3 separate regions of the Mus musculus genome follow, and all the other regions are linked to region 3. The links are chromatin contacts, called in public Hi-C maps. All regions are on one chromosome and are shown on one strand. Each heading gives the region's core, a stretch centred on a gene start, on an enhancer-like site or on the middle of the called end of the contact. The rest is flanking DNA. Distances are from core to core; before and after follow the strand shown.

The links. Hi-C and Micro-C count contacts between places; a contact is called where the count stands out from the background.
Region 1: a contact with region 3 is called in a Hi-C map of uterus, with 3 times the contacts expected there. The contact joins two enhancer-like sites. A contact is called at or near these places in 6 of 484 Hi-C or Micro-C datasets (cranial neural crest, nephron progenitors and uterus).
Region 2: a contact with region 3 is called in a Hi-C map of uterus, with 6 times the contacts expected there. The contact joins two enhancer-like sites. A contact is called at or near these places in 7 of 484 Hi-C or Micro-C datasets (nephron progenitors and uterus).

Annotation. Positions count from the first base shown.
Region 1 is chr8:102,976,263-102,980,380 of GRCm38.p6, reverse strand. No RefSeq gene overlaps it. Among named protein-coding and RNA genes, the nearest start is that of Cdh11, 190 kb to the right of the region's middle. Within about 2 kb of position 1,925, at least 25 of the 459 cell types and tissues checked have an H3K27ac peak or open chromatin away from gene starts, as enhancers often do. A contact at or near this core is called in uterus, where this site is marked.
Region 2 is chr8:103,228,946-103,232,823 of GRCm38.p6, reverse strand. No RefSeq gene overlaps it. Among named protein-coding and RNA genes, the nearest start is that of Gm32531, 40 kb to the left of the region's middle. Within about 2 kb of position 1,488, at least 35 of the 459 cell types and tissues checked have an H3K27ac peak or open chromatin away from gene starts, as enhancers often do. A contact at or near this core is called in nephron progenitors and uterus, where this site is marked.
Region 3 is chr8:103,812,628-103,816,843 of GRCm38.p6, reverse strand. No RefSeq gene overlaps it. Among named protein-coding and RNA genes, the nearest start is that of Gm39235, 92 kb to the right of the region's middle. Within about 2 kb of position 2,078, at least 39 of the 459 cell types and tissues checked have an H3K27ac peak or open chromatin away from gene starts, as enhancers often do. A contact at or near this core is called in nephron progenitors and uterus, where this site is marked.

The DNA of each region.
Region 1 (4,118 bases), core at 676-3,175, 840 kb after region 3:
CCAACATAATTCTTTATCCTGTGCTTTCACACAGTTCTATTAGTAGCTAAACAACAACTTGTCAGAACCAAAGCCTTTATTTTTACAGTTATTCCAGGAGACCTGTGCCTGCTGGCCATGACTATAAACAAACCTCAGTATGATACCCAGTAGGCCTCCTGGTCATCTTTATCCAATCCTTTTCCTGCATCTCAGCTTCTTCAAAAATCCTATGACTTTCTTTCATTCTCTCACAGCTTTGGGTATTTGCCATTGATCAGATACCAACTAGCAGTCAAAAAACATCTGAAAATATTTTAACTCACATTTTAGGTTCCTTAAATTTGCCCATTCTTTCCCTCACCCCATATTTTAGAAGAGATTTTCGTCTTTTAAAGACAGATTCGTCCTAATTATTGAACCTACCTTCCTCCACGTTCTACAGTTGGGAATTTAACAAAGGCTTAGCACAACTATAAGAAACGGCTTCTGATTAGAAGAGGAAGTCACTAAGTGTCCCATCACAGTAATGGGAATGAGCCACAAGTACTGATAGATCAGCACTTGTCACTTATTTCTTGCCTAAGTTGGGGGTTGGCAAGCTTCAGTTATCCTTCTTTCTTCATCTTGTCCTGCTTGCTCAGTGCTAGGGTTGCTGGACACTAATTGATGTTCATGATTATACAGCAAGTACTCTTAACCTCTGAAGCTTCTCTTCATCCTCCTTGTTTCTTTGCTTAAAATTCTTCTGATTAGCAACTATTAATTGTATATATTTATGGGGTACACTGTTATAAACTAATCTACATGTGTGCTGTATAAATATTATGTTAAGTTGGTTAACATATCTATTTATATCTCATTTCACTAGTGTTTGTTTAATATGTTTGGTGAAGATGGTAGAAATATATTCTTTTACCAAGTTTAAAATCTGGAAGTCTAAGGCTATATCATACACCAGATGACTGCATGGAAGCTAGAATGCATATCCCGTTCAAGGTTCACCAACTCAGGAAGTCAAGACAGAAGTTTGGTTGCCTCAGTGCATTTTGTAATACTCTCCTGTCTTGCTTCTTTGCATGCCAACCCCTGTAGCCACTGAACCGGACCACACGAATCTGAGCCATGTGCAACATCCCACGTGCACTGGGATTTGTTCTTATTGGGGAAATCTAAACCTCTCAATGCTTTATACAGAAGATTTGGAAAGGGCTGTTTCTCTCTTCTAGGCAACTATAGCTTTAGTTAAGGAAAAGAGAAGCGACTAGAAAGCTCCTGGAGAGTCGTGGCAGGGTCTGTTTGAAGTGAGAGCAGCCCTAGCAAATGTTAAGACCTGTCAATCACATCATGAGGTGGGCTTGTTAATGTGTGAAGTACTGAGTCTTTAATAATTCTGCAGCGAGGCCTGGAGGATTTGTAGAAGGAAACGGTTTTGAAAGGATTACTGAGACACCTGGCAAATAGACCATACCAAAACTCACTATTCTAAAAGGTAGTTCAGGGTCAATGCTAATAGAGTTGAAGTCTTACCTTTGCTCCGTATACTTACGGTACCTCAGGAAAGCCGCTTTATTTTGAGTTGTGGGCTATTTTTTGTTGTTGAGACCTTATGTAAAATGTTGAAATCACTCTGGTCAAATGTTACACTTGAGAACAGATACAATATCACAGAGTAATTGTATGCAGAGTACAGATCCAAACCTTCTTCATATATCTACATGGTGTTCAAAGAGCAAAAAAAAAAAAAAAGTTATGATTTTGTTTTGAAGCTTCTCTCTCTGATGTTTTACTTAACAGAGCTTCTGTGACCTCTCCCCTGTGCAGAAAACATCCACATTGTCCACCACAGAGAAGAACACTTAAACCACTGGCCAGGCCAGTGGAGACAGGATGTCCCTGTTGTCTCGACATCTGGCCACTTCAGCATAAGCCTCTAATTTTCTGTGGCTCTTTCTTGGCCTTCCTTCAACAAGGGAGGGTGGTGTGGATAATGAGCCCCATCTGTGAGGCAGCTGGGTTCCGGAGTCCGTCCCCCCCCCCCCCCGCCTTCTCTGTGACTTTGAAGAGGCCATCCATGTTCTGCCTGGAGGTCTTCCACTGTGGCCAGCGTCTCTGTTCTTTATTAGCAGTTGGGAAGAACACTGAAATGCTAAAAGGACAAAGTATATTAAGGTCCTATTCTAGGATGTGCTGAAACACACCAATGCGGAGGCTATCACTGTGGAAGAGCGTCTTGGGCACAGATAGTACTGTGCTCACGTTCAAAATGGTGTACATTTTCTTCCATTACTGCAGAACATGTTGTGTGGCAGATGAGAAAAACAATTGGTTTAGAGTCATCATGGGGGCTTAAAATTTAAGTTTTTCTGTGTGTAATTCTTAGTAATTCTAAATTCCTGGTTAATTTGAGTAGTAAAAGAGTCTACAGAGAAGCTTGAGTAATATCTTAGCCCTAAATAACCTTTACTTTATTTTTAAGAACAGAAGGTAATAGTTAAGCTAGACTGGCTTATTTTAAGATCTTAAAAACCAACTGACCTCTGTAAACCTAGAGGCTTCAGCATCGAAACAATGAAGTATACATAATGCTTTCCCTTTGTAACTTTTACTTTAAAATATATATTTATTTTAAAGAATAAATGAAAACTAAAATTGGTATAGTGGAGCGTCCTGAGATAGTGAAATACAAGTAACCAATGTGAACTATCTCTAGTTCTTCTAACAGGTATCCTTGTTCATGGTAAAAGCACCATCCAGCATCCTTACTTTTCATGCTCCTATTTACCTATGGAATTCTCCAAGGATCCAGTCCTCTGTGCTGTGTTGTACTGACCTGTTGCCACGTAGATGTTGCTAAGTGGATTGTGTATGAATGTGAGGACTTGCTCTATACTTTCCTCATTTGCCGAATGGGTCAGAAACAGAAATGATTCTGGCTTCACAGGCTAATAGTAACCAGTGAGCTTCTGCTACTTATCGATTCTGCGTAGTTACCCAAATTGCTTAGTTTTGCTGAGCCTCCATTTTCTTATATACAAAATGGACATCGGAAAGAAAAATGTATTCCTGCCGAATAGAATGTAAAACACTCCCGAGTGTACCTTGAATGTTCTCACCTAGTACTAACTTAAACTCTTTCAAAGCTGATTACTGTCTACCCCCCGTGTGTGTTTGTGTGTGTGTGTGTGTGTGTGTGTGTGTGTGTGTGTGTGTGCATACACATGTGTAATTTAGTTTGCCTGTGGTTATAATAACTTAGCAGTCAGGCCAATAATCTAATCAGAAACTGGTGACAGTGAGCTTGTAAATGTTTATCAGCTGGCCCTGTAGGAGGGTATGGAAGGTAATAGCTCTGACTTGTCTCTTGTGCCAGATTCTGTAGCTTAAATCCTCTCTTGAAGGCTGATTTCAAGTGACCTAGAAAACTGATCACAGAATCTGAAAGAAACGAGCACAACTGGCTCTTCTGATCCAGTAGGGGACTGGCTCCATAGAACATGGCATTTCAATCCTAAGTATGGTTCATGTGAAGATCGTTAGGGAGGAAGCCAAAGAGGGAGAAAGATAGTGACAGGGCACAAGAAAATACAGGGGAAGGAAAAGAACAATCACAGCCAAAGATCTGAGTTCATAGGGACCATTCCTTTCAATTATTGCATTTGCTGACAGGGAATCTGAAGAAGAGCAAAAACATGCTTCTTCTGCCTCACTGCTAAAATCCAGAGTGAACTGGCTTGGTTGTGACTCCCAGGACTTAAGACATACGATTCTAGGTCAAGAATCTTAGAGGGGAATCGGAATTAGTGAATAGAACTCCAGAAATAACACAATATTTCGAGTCAAATGAAACATCACCCTAGTTAAATCTACAACATGGTCAAGACTCCTGCTGAGAAGGGCTTCACTCAGTCAACTTGGACTCAGCTTACAGGCCTTGGAAAGCCTCTGCAGTCAGAGAACGGGCAGCATGTCCTAGCAGACATCCTCAGCACCTCACTAAGTCTGCAATTCTGCCACTAAAGGGGCTGCTGATTCCTGCTTAGGTGTCACATGGGACTGGCAGTACTAACCTGCAGCTATAAGCAATTAACATGCATGATCTCGAGAGAATTGCTGAGAAATCTGGCAAAATTACTCTG
Region 2 (3,878 bases), core at 239-2,738, 580 kb after region 3:
TCCATTGCTAGGAAAACCTGGGTGTGGGGGGTCACATGTTCCACAAATCATGAGGAAAACAGCAATCTGCACCCACACATATATGAGAATGAATGCATGCACTTACCTGTGGGTATCAACAAATATTTGCAGATATTGGATACATATGTGTCAGGAATTGCAGGCATAGAGGAGACAGGAAGATATCCCTTGTGCAGAAGGAGATACAGCATAGTTTTATGGTAAAAAAAATATACTACACTCAAAGGTGCTCATCCTACATCATTGTCACAGCTTCTCTGTGTTCGCTGAAAGACATTCATCACTTACTCTCAGTGTATTCGTTTTTAAGGAGGATGAGCATAAAATTGAGGATCAAGGTAAAGACTGGAAGTAATGCAAGTAAAAGTTTCAGTGTAGCATGTATTCATTTAATGTCATTAAAAAATCATTATTACACCAACCTTTAAGCAGTATTCATAGAGTGATAACCGCAGAAGCTAACCTCTCTAGCAAGCAGTACGTTTCCATTCAAGAGTGTTGATGGATGAATGGAACTAGAATGTATTCCATACATGTAGGAAATTATTGACAAGTAAATCAGTAAAGACATAGGAAGAGTTGGATTAGGGAAAAAAAAAAGCTGTATTTTTGACAGTACCATCAAGGAGAGAGGGATGCGTTTGAAGTCATGGTCATGCTGTATTTTATTAAGAGAGAAAAAAAAAGTTGCCAGTAGCGCTCACATGTAACTTTGCCCCAAAATGGACAGAAGGATGTGTGGAACTGAACAAGAAAGCACCTGGTTGCTATTAACACAGTCTTCCATGTGACATTAACTGCTTTAACTGGAAAGCTCTAGGGGGAGAGAAGAAGAAAACGAAACAAAACGTTCTTTGGGGAAAAGGATTGAAAGAAATTTACAACTTCTTTAAATACCATGAGCGGATCATAAAATTGCAGTAGCTACTCAGTAGTATAAGCACACTGGTATAAAAAATCAGTCGTTCATGTATGCTCTTGGCCACACACTAGTCACTCCAAGTCAGCCAACAGTTGGACACTAGGCAGTTCTCAAAGCTCCTGTGCCAGGCATCCCACAGGACCCTCATATTCTCATGATATCCTATCCAGACTTCTAGTACATAGACAAAGAAAACCTAGATTTATTGAGGTCAAGTAACTTAGTCAAGGTACTGATGGTCTGAATTTATAACCTCTGAGTCCATTGCTTCAGAGCACACTGACAAAATTTCAAAGCCATGAATCAAGCAGTATGGATGTTGAAAAAAAGGTATCTGAGGTCCCAACATTTGTGAGTTCCATGTTAGGAGATGCCCATAAAGTCCCGTGTCTCTCTGATCAAGGGGCAAGCAGAAATGGCAGAGCCAATATGAGGCTGGGAAGTGAGGTTTCACGAAATGCCGAGTGGGGGACAGTTTCTTTCCCTTCCTTCCTTTCCTCCTCTCTGACTCAAGCTCCCCACCCTTTTCATGGTAGCTTGGTTTTACTTTCTTTGGCTTGAAAGCAACTTCTGGAAGACCTCAGCAGTCCGGAGACACGGAAGACAGTCAGCCAGAGGAAGACAAACAAAACTGACACCGAGCAAAAACTGCAAAGGCATTGAAAATGTGAGCTCTAATTTTCACTCCCCTGCATGAAGCCTGCCAGACGCAGGGCTCCGAAAGAGAAAAAGAGAAAATAAATCTGATTTGCTCTAAAAAACGGGCCAAAAATAACCTTGCTTTATCTTGCAGAAAAACACAGAAAATCTTTCCTTTCTTTCTGTGTGGTTGTCCTTTCTCCTTGGCTGGGACGGAGAGTAGGAGCCCCAGGCTCAGGCCTGGAAGAAGACAGTGGACCAAAACAGTCTATGGGACATGGAGATGCTGGGTTGTGAGCAAAGCTGCTGACTAAAAGCCCTGAGTTTGGCTAGGGACAGCATGCTTGAGGAAGAGGCAGCTGCTGGTCCCAGAGGATCTCATTTGCATATGCTAATCCAAAGTAATTTCTGATCAGTAATAGGCCCTCCCTGCATCCTCCAAAATATTTTCTGTGTTCTTGCTTCCCATCCTCACTGACCCTCAGAGTTTCTGACAGTTTTGCCAAGTTCTCTTCTCTGGACTCCTCTTCTAGGCTATTTTCATCTTCCTCAGGTTTTCTAAAATACAACTCCAATGTCCCTGTCTTCTGGGTGACACATCATCAAGTGCAGAAAACAGTCTCTATTAAATCCAGGGCAGCATTCGATTTGTCTCCCTCTGACCTCAGCCCCTCAGCCATCTTTCTCAATTTACCACATGTTTGTTTGTTTGTTTGTTTGTTTGTTTTTCCTTTCAGGGTTGGTCCATAAACCTACTTCGCTCCCTCCACTCTGCCTCCCCAGCCCCTTCTTTTATCTCCCCAATCTCCAGGACATTCTTTCTGCTCCAATGGTAGTTTTGCTCTGAGGGAAGAATTCTTTCTGCAAATGATATCTCAGTGACTTATAATTTCATTCCTGGAAAAAAAAAATACAGTTTTCCCGAAACCTACTGATAAGGAACCCAAGGTCAGAGAGGAGACAGCCCGTATTCAAAGTCACAGGCTCATCAGAGACAGAATAGATGCATGCACCCCATAAAACTGGGATGCAAACTCCTGTGATTGGCAGCTGCCTAGAACATGTGTATGAGGTTTCCTCAGTTCCTGAGCTCTCTAAGTGGCATGATGCTGCTTCTGGAATAGCAATGCTGGGAGAGAGTCCAGGTGTTGCTGCTGTTGGGGAGAGAGCTGATGATGTTGCCCTACACTGTTTTTGGCCTCTTAAATTTCTCCACAATACAGAATCTACTTTTAGCTCAGAAATCAAACACGGTGTTATTGTTCTTGCCAATTTCCTGTTTTAAAAACAAAACAAAACAAAACAAACAAACAAACAAACAAACATAATATCCTATTATTTTGCCAAGGGGGGATAAAAGTCCTGACCGAGTCAAAGTCAGTGTCCGTGAAGACACGGGAGCGTAGGAAAGAGGAGGCGGCTCCACAGTGAGTGTGTCCAGGGTGGGAAAGGGAGCTGGGATGTGTGATGAGAAGACTTTGGTGAGGAAGAGCCTGTCGAGGGGCTGTGGGTTCCTGACCTGAAGGAATCACCTCAAAGTGAGGGAGTCTCACTTACTCAGTAACAAGGCATGGCCAGGTCCCTCGTTTGTGTCATTTGCAACCCTGGATAATGTAGAAGCCAACCCTTCTGACATCTCCAGCCATGTGGATATATAGCCATATATATTGTATAATATATGTGGCATGAAAATGAAAATTCTGAAGACCTTCTTTGGACCAGCTAAGGCAAAATGCCTAATACTGAATTGAGTACTGTCTATATTCTTAATAAGATTTTTCATGGACTCTGATGCTGTTTTGTTTTGTTTTGGGGGGTTGTTTTGTTTATGAGAATTGATGCTAGAAATGGTGGGAAAGGCACAGACAGAGTGAGCATTTGACTGTGTATCCCTGCTCCCAACAGGAGTCTACAAAATATTACACACTGTCCCTTACACAATCCTCTCCCTTCCATTTGCTCTTCACACAGCCCTAGATCCATGGAGTTTGTACAACCACGGAGCTTTTCCATGTTTCAACCTTGACAGCAGTTCCCGTGTTCTCAGGGAGCTTCTCACATAAAGACAGCTCAGCCTTTCTTTGCAAATTGGACATGAAGTGCTTTGCGTGCACTGTATTTGCTCAGGAGAAGTTGCATCCTGCAAAAAGGCAGTGATGTCCCTTCTCAAAGAGGGGAGTGTCTTGCAGAAGGGGCAGATGCCACAGAAGCTGTGTGATGCAAGATACAAACCATGATACAGAAGCACATGGGGTACCACACTGTTACAGCAAAAGGAGCCAACCTTGCCCAGCTG
Region 3 (4,216 bases), core at 829-3,328:
AATACATGAGTTAGGGTCTGGGATGTAGCTCAGCCAGTGGAGTGCTTGCCTAACAGGGCTGAGGTCCTGGTTTCTATAACCAGCACCCCATAAAACTATACGTGCCAGTAATTCCAGCATGAGGGAGGTAGAGGCAGGAGGACCAGACGTTCAAGGTCACCCTCAGCTATGCAGGGAATTGCAGGCCAGCCTGCCTTAAAACCAAAACATATAACATACACCACCTGGCTCAGTCTCTCAGCCAACTCCACCTCCAGGGGTGCCTCTTGGGGAACCTTTTCCCAGCAAGCTCGTTTGAAGCGTAGGGTATGCTAGAATAAGACCTTCTCTAGACAGCAGCTAAGCCCTAAATAAATATTCGGCAGTCATTTGCATACTGAGTCAGGCTGGTTTTCGTCATGATGGGGATTCCAGAAAAGGTTCTGGGACACTCGGCTTCTCAAACATGTCTGTAGAACAAAGGAAGGAACGCTTGCTGTAGCTCTCCACGTGCTCCTTCAGTGTCTTTACTAGGACTGCTCCTCCTCCAACAGGGCCTTCGGAGAAGAAAGGGCATGACTGATCTCGTCACCACCGTGGGCCCTATGCTGATCCCAAGAGCTTCCTTTCGCTCATAAAAACACAAATGAAAAGTACAGATGTGACCTTTCAAGGATGACACTTGAGATCTGAAGGAGCCAAGTCAAGCAACAGGAAGACGCCCACTGGAGCTTTTGAAAACTGAGGCTACGGTGCAGGCATGTTCAGAAGCCATGCTTATCCCCGTAGTTCCGTGAGGTGCACAAAGCAGTATGGTTATCTCTACCAAGATTTGCAGTCTCCACCTTTTCCTGGGTCCCCTCTCATGGCAAATAGCTGCTTCAGTTGCCACCACTAAAGCATTTTGTTACTTGTAAGTTCAGGTTTTATGATTCTAACTAAAATTTCAGACTTCCTCTGGAGACCCTGGCATCTCAGAGTACCTGGGGGACCTGAGAACTGGTTGACAAATGACTGAAAAAGTCAGAGGAATGCAGAGCCTCAGTGGGAAACGGAAGGATGCTCCTGAAAGAGGTAGAAAAAGCAGAGACTATTTAAGTTCTAAACACAGTGAGCCACTTCCCTCTCCACCTCATTCCTCTATCCTCCTTCTCTCACCCTCCCTTTTCCTGTTTTCCTTCCATCCTTTTTTCCTTCTTTTATTTCTGGCCAATAGGAGGAGCCCAGGCCAGGAGATAGGCGTCCTAATAAGCTATGCTTCCAGCTTAGCATTATGTTGCACCCTCAGGTTGCAGCAGGAAATGACACATGGTCCCTTTGCATGACATGATATTCTGAAGCTCTCTGTCCAGTTTGAGTGGGAAGGGTGTGTTCAGCAGCCAATAACTGTGCACATAGGAGTCACTGTGCACATAGGAGTCACTGTGCAGACACCCTGCTTTACATCCAATAGCTACAAAAGAAGCCCCTGGGCTAAGAACTGTAAGATCCACTGTGCAGAGAAGCAAAGGGGTCACAGAGGGGTACAGAGCAAAGGTCCTGGGTCAGCAATAAGGTATGTGAACTCAGGGCCAGGAGACAGCAGAGTGGGTGGGACCGAGTAAGTTGGAAGACACCGGTGCTGAGAATGGGGTCTAGGTTAGGAAGGCAGCGAGTGGTGCTGTGGTAGAGCAAGTGGTGAAAGATTTGCTCAGACACTCATGTACACCTATGGAATCCTAAGTAGATGCTCGTGAATGACCTAAGAAGGCACTGTCTCCCTGAGTGGAGAAAGAACTTAAGGGACAGAGGAGACATGTGTTGGAGGATGCCCCTAAGGTCACAGAAGCTGAGTGGGAGAAGGGCGAGAATGGGAAGAGGAAGAGAGGAAAGAAGACTGGTTGGGAGCTCCAAGTCCTGGATTCCGCTGTTGGCCAATGCAGGGATCTGGTCCTCAGTTTCCCCATCTATCAAAAGGAACTATTCTCAAACACTCTCTCTGTTCTGAGAGCCCTGGAAGGTCTGTGTGCTCCAGGATCTTCAAGCTCTTCCGAGGTCTGTGCCTGTTTGCTTTGCCCATTACAGTGGAGAAACCCTCACTGAAAAAGAATTTATAAATACACTCTGCTTTTTGACTTGGAGACATTTTTATTTTTTTTCCAACTTTCCAAAGTTCTGTTAATAGTTTAAGTGTGTGACTATCTTCCATCCTTGCTTCTTGGTGGGAGGTGGTGGGTGAGGGTGTTACGTTATTAATAAAATAGGAATACATTAGAGTATTTATTTTCATGTAACTTATGCAGGAAACATGATCTTTTGTGAAGCTTTTTTTGGGGGTGGGGCCTCAAACCTCTGGAAGCTCTAGATAAAGCTGAGGTCTTAGTTTGCAACAAAGCTCTTGACCCCTTGTGGTTTTTGGTTCTGTTTACTCTTGGCAAATATTTCGGGTTCAAAGGGAGATGCCTTAAAAGCTGTACTGGAAAAGTCTATAAAATCTGAACGCATCTTTGACATCAAAAAGCTCTTTCAAAGCCGCGGTTTGGTGGAGTAAATAGGAATGCCTCACAAACCATATGGGATGCATTTTCCATAACTGCTCTGCACTTGAATAACAAAGGAGAAAAGTTCTTGGCAAAGGGAGTCTGGGATTTTAATGACCCTTAAATATTTGGCTTCCTAGCCAGATGTGTTTTACCAGGCTGAAAACCCCGGTGGATAGACCCTGCCTCTCTCTCTGGCAAAACATAAGCTAACAGGGTGCCGCTGTTTGTGAAAAGATGTTTGCGCTTCATTGCAGAAAGCTTAATTCACCATGATTTCCTTAATTATCTACCCCTCCTCCAAACTGGCAGAACTCCCAGCATGCCTCAGAGCATCCATTCCGTTCCGTTCTGATCTGAGACTACAAGCTATTTGCGAGGAAGCCACAGAAACATCCCTACTTATTTGAAGTTGGGACCAAAGAGTTGAGACACAGATTGGGTTGGTTCTCCTTGAAGGACGTGGAGCAGGGTGGGTAGCTCAGACTCGTCTTGAGCGGCTATTCTTACCCTGACTGGAGGAGCTAAGGCAGTTCCTGCATGCTTTAAGATAAAACACGACAACACCCAGCCTGGGCTCTTCCCATCAAGTTTAGTTTCTGATTAGGAAGGAGCTCACCTGTTCTATAGATGAGTACTATAGACTATGAGTACATAGTACTCCGAGGGAGTACTAAGACTCCCTCAGAGTCATTTGGGAAGTCCATGCCTGGCTGCTTCGGGTGCCTTCCTGTTATTCGATACATTTGTGCTTGGGTGTATTAGTGGCTTTATCTCCTTCTGTGACAGAATACTTGACGAAACCAACTTAAAGGAGGAGCAACTTAGTTGGGTCTGCAGTCCTAGGTGAGAAAGTCAAGATGGCAGGAGCTTGTGGCAGCTCCCTGCATTGTATCCCCAGTCAGGGAGCAGAGAGTACTGAATGCTGTTGCTTAGTCGCCTTTGCCCCAGCCCCCTCCCACCCCTGCTTTTTAGGAGATCCCAGCTCATGGAATGGGGCTTCTCATTTAACCAGCCTAGAAACTTCTCCACAGACACACTTAGATATTTAGTTCTAGCTGGCAGTCAAGATTAACAGTTGATGGTCAGTGGTCCTCATCTCTACAGCAACCCAGAACTACTGTGCCTCTCATGTACTGACAGGTAGGTTGCTATCCCCGCAAAAGCTTCCCCGATAAGAGATAGACAGCTGCCGTTTCAGAAGGGGTGGAACCACAACCCAAAGACCAGGAAGCTGATGTCCAGTAGATATCAGAACCAAGACTAGGACCTACCCAAGTCATCAACAGTGTGGGTCCTTACTGGCTTGCTTACAAAACTAGGACAAAGGACAAAGATTTTCTAATATTCGATGTTTGAAAAAAAAATGGACACCAGGAGGGGCTGGCAAAGTGGGCAAGCTTCCTGCCTAGCTCTGAGCTGATGTGCTGGCCTGTTCATCGGTTCTAATAAAAATACAGCATAGAGTGAGAAGGAGAAACAGAAGCCCAGAGAAGTTAGGGGAACTTGGCAGTGGGAGCTCCAAGGCCTTTGTTCCTCCTAAGAGGTGAATACTGACTTTGTACTGGGCTGCTGTATCAAAATACCACAGGCCAGGCAACTTGGGGACAGCAGATTCTCATTCCTTCAGTGCTGAGTCTGCAGGCTCATGATCCTGAGCATAGGTCCTCAGTAGGAGGACCTAGCAGTGGCTGGGGTCAGCTGAGGACTGTTTCCTA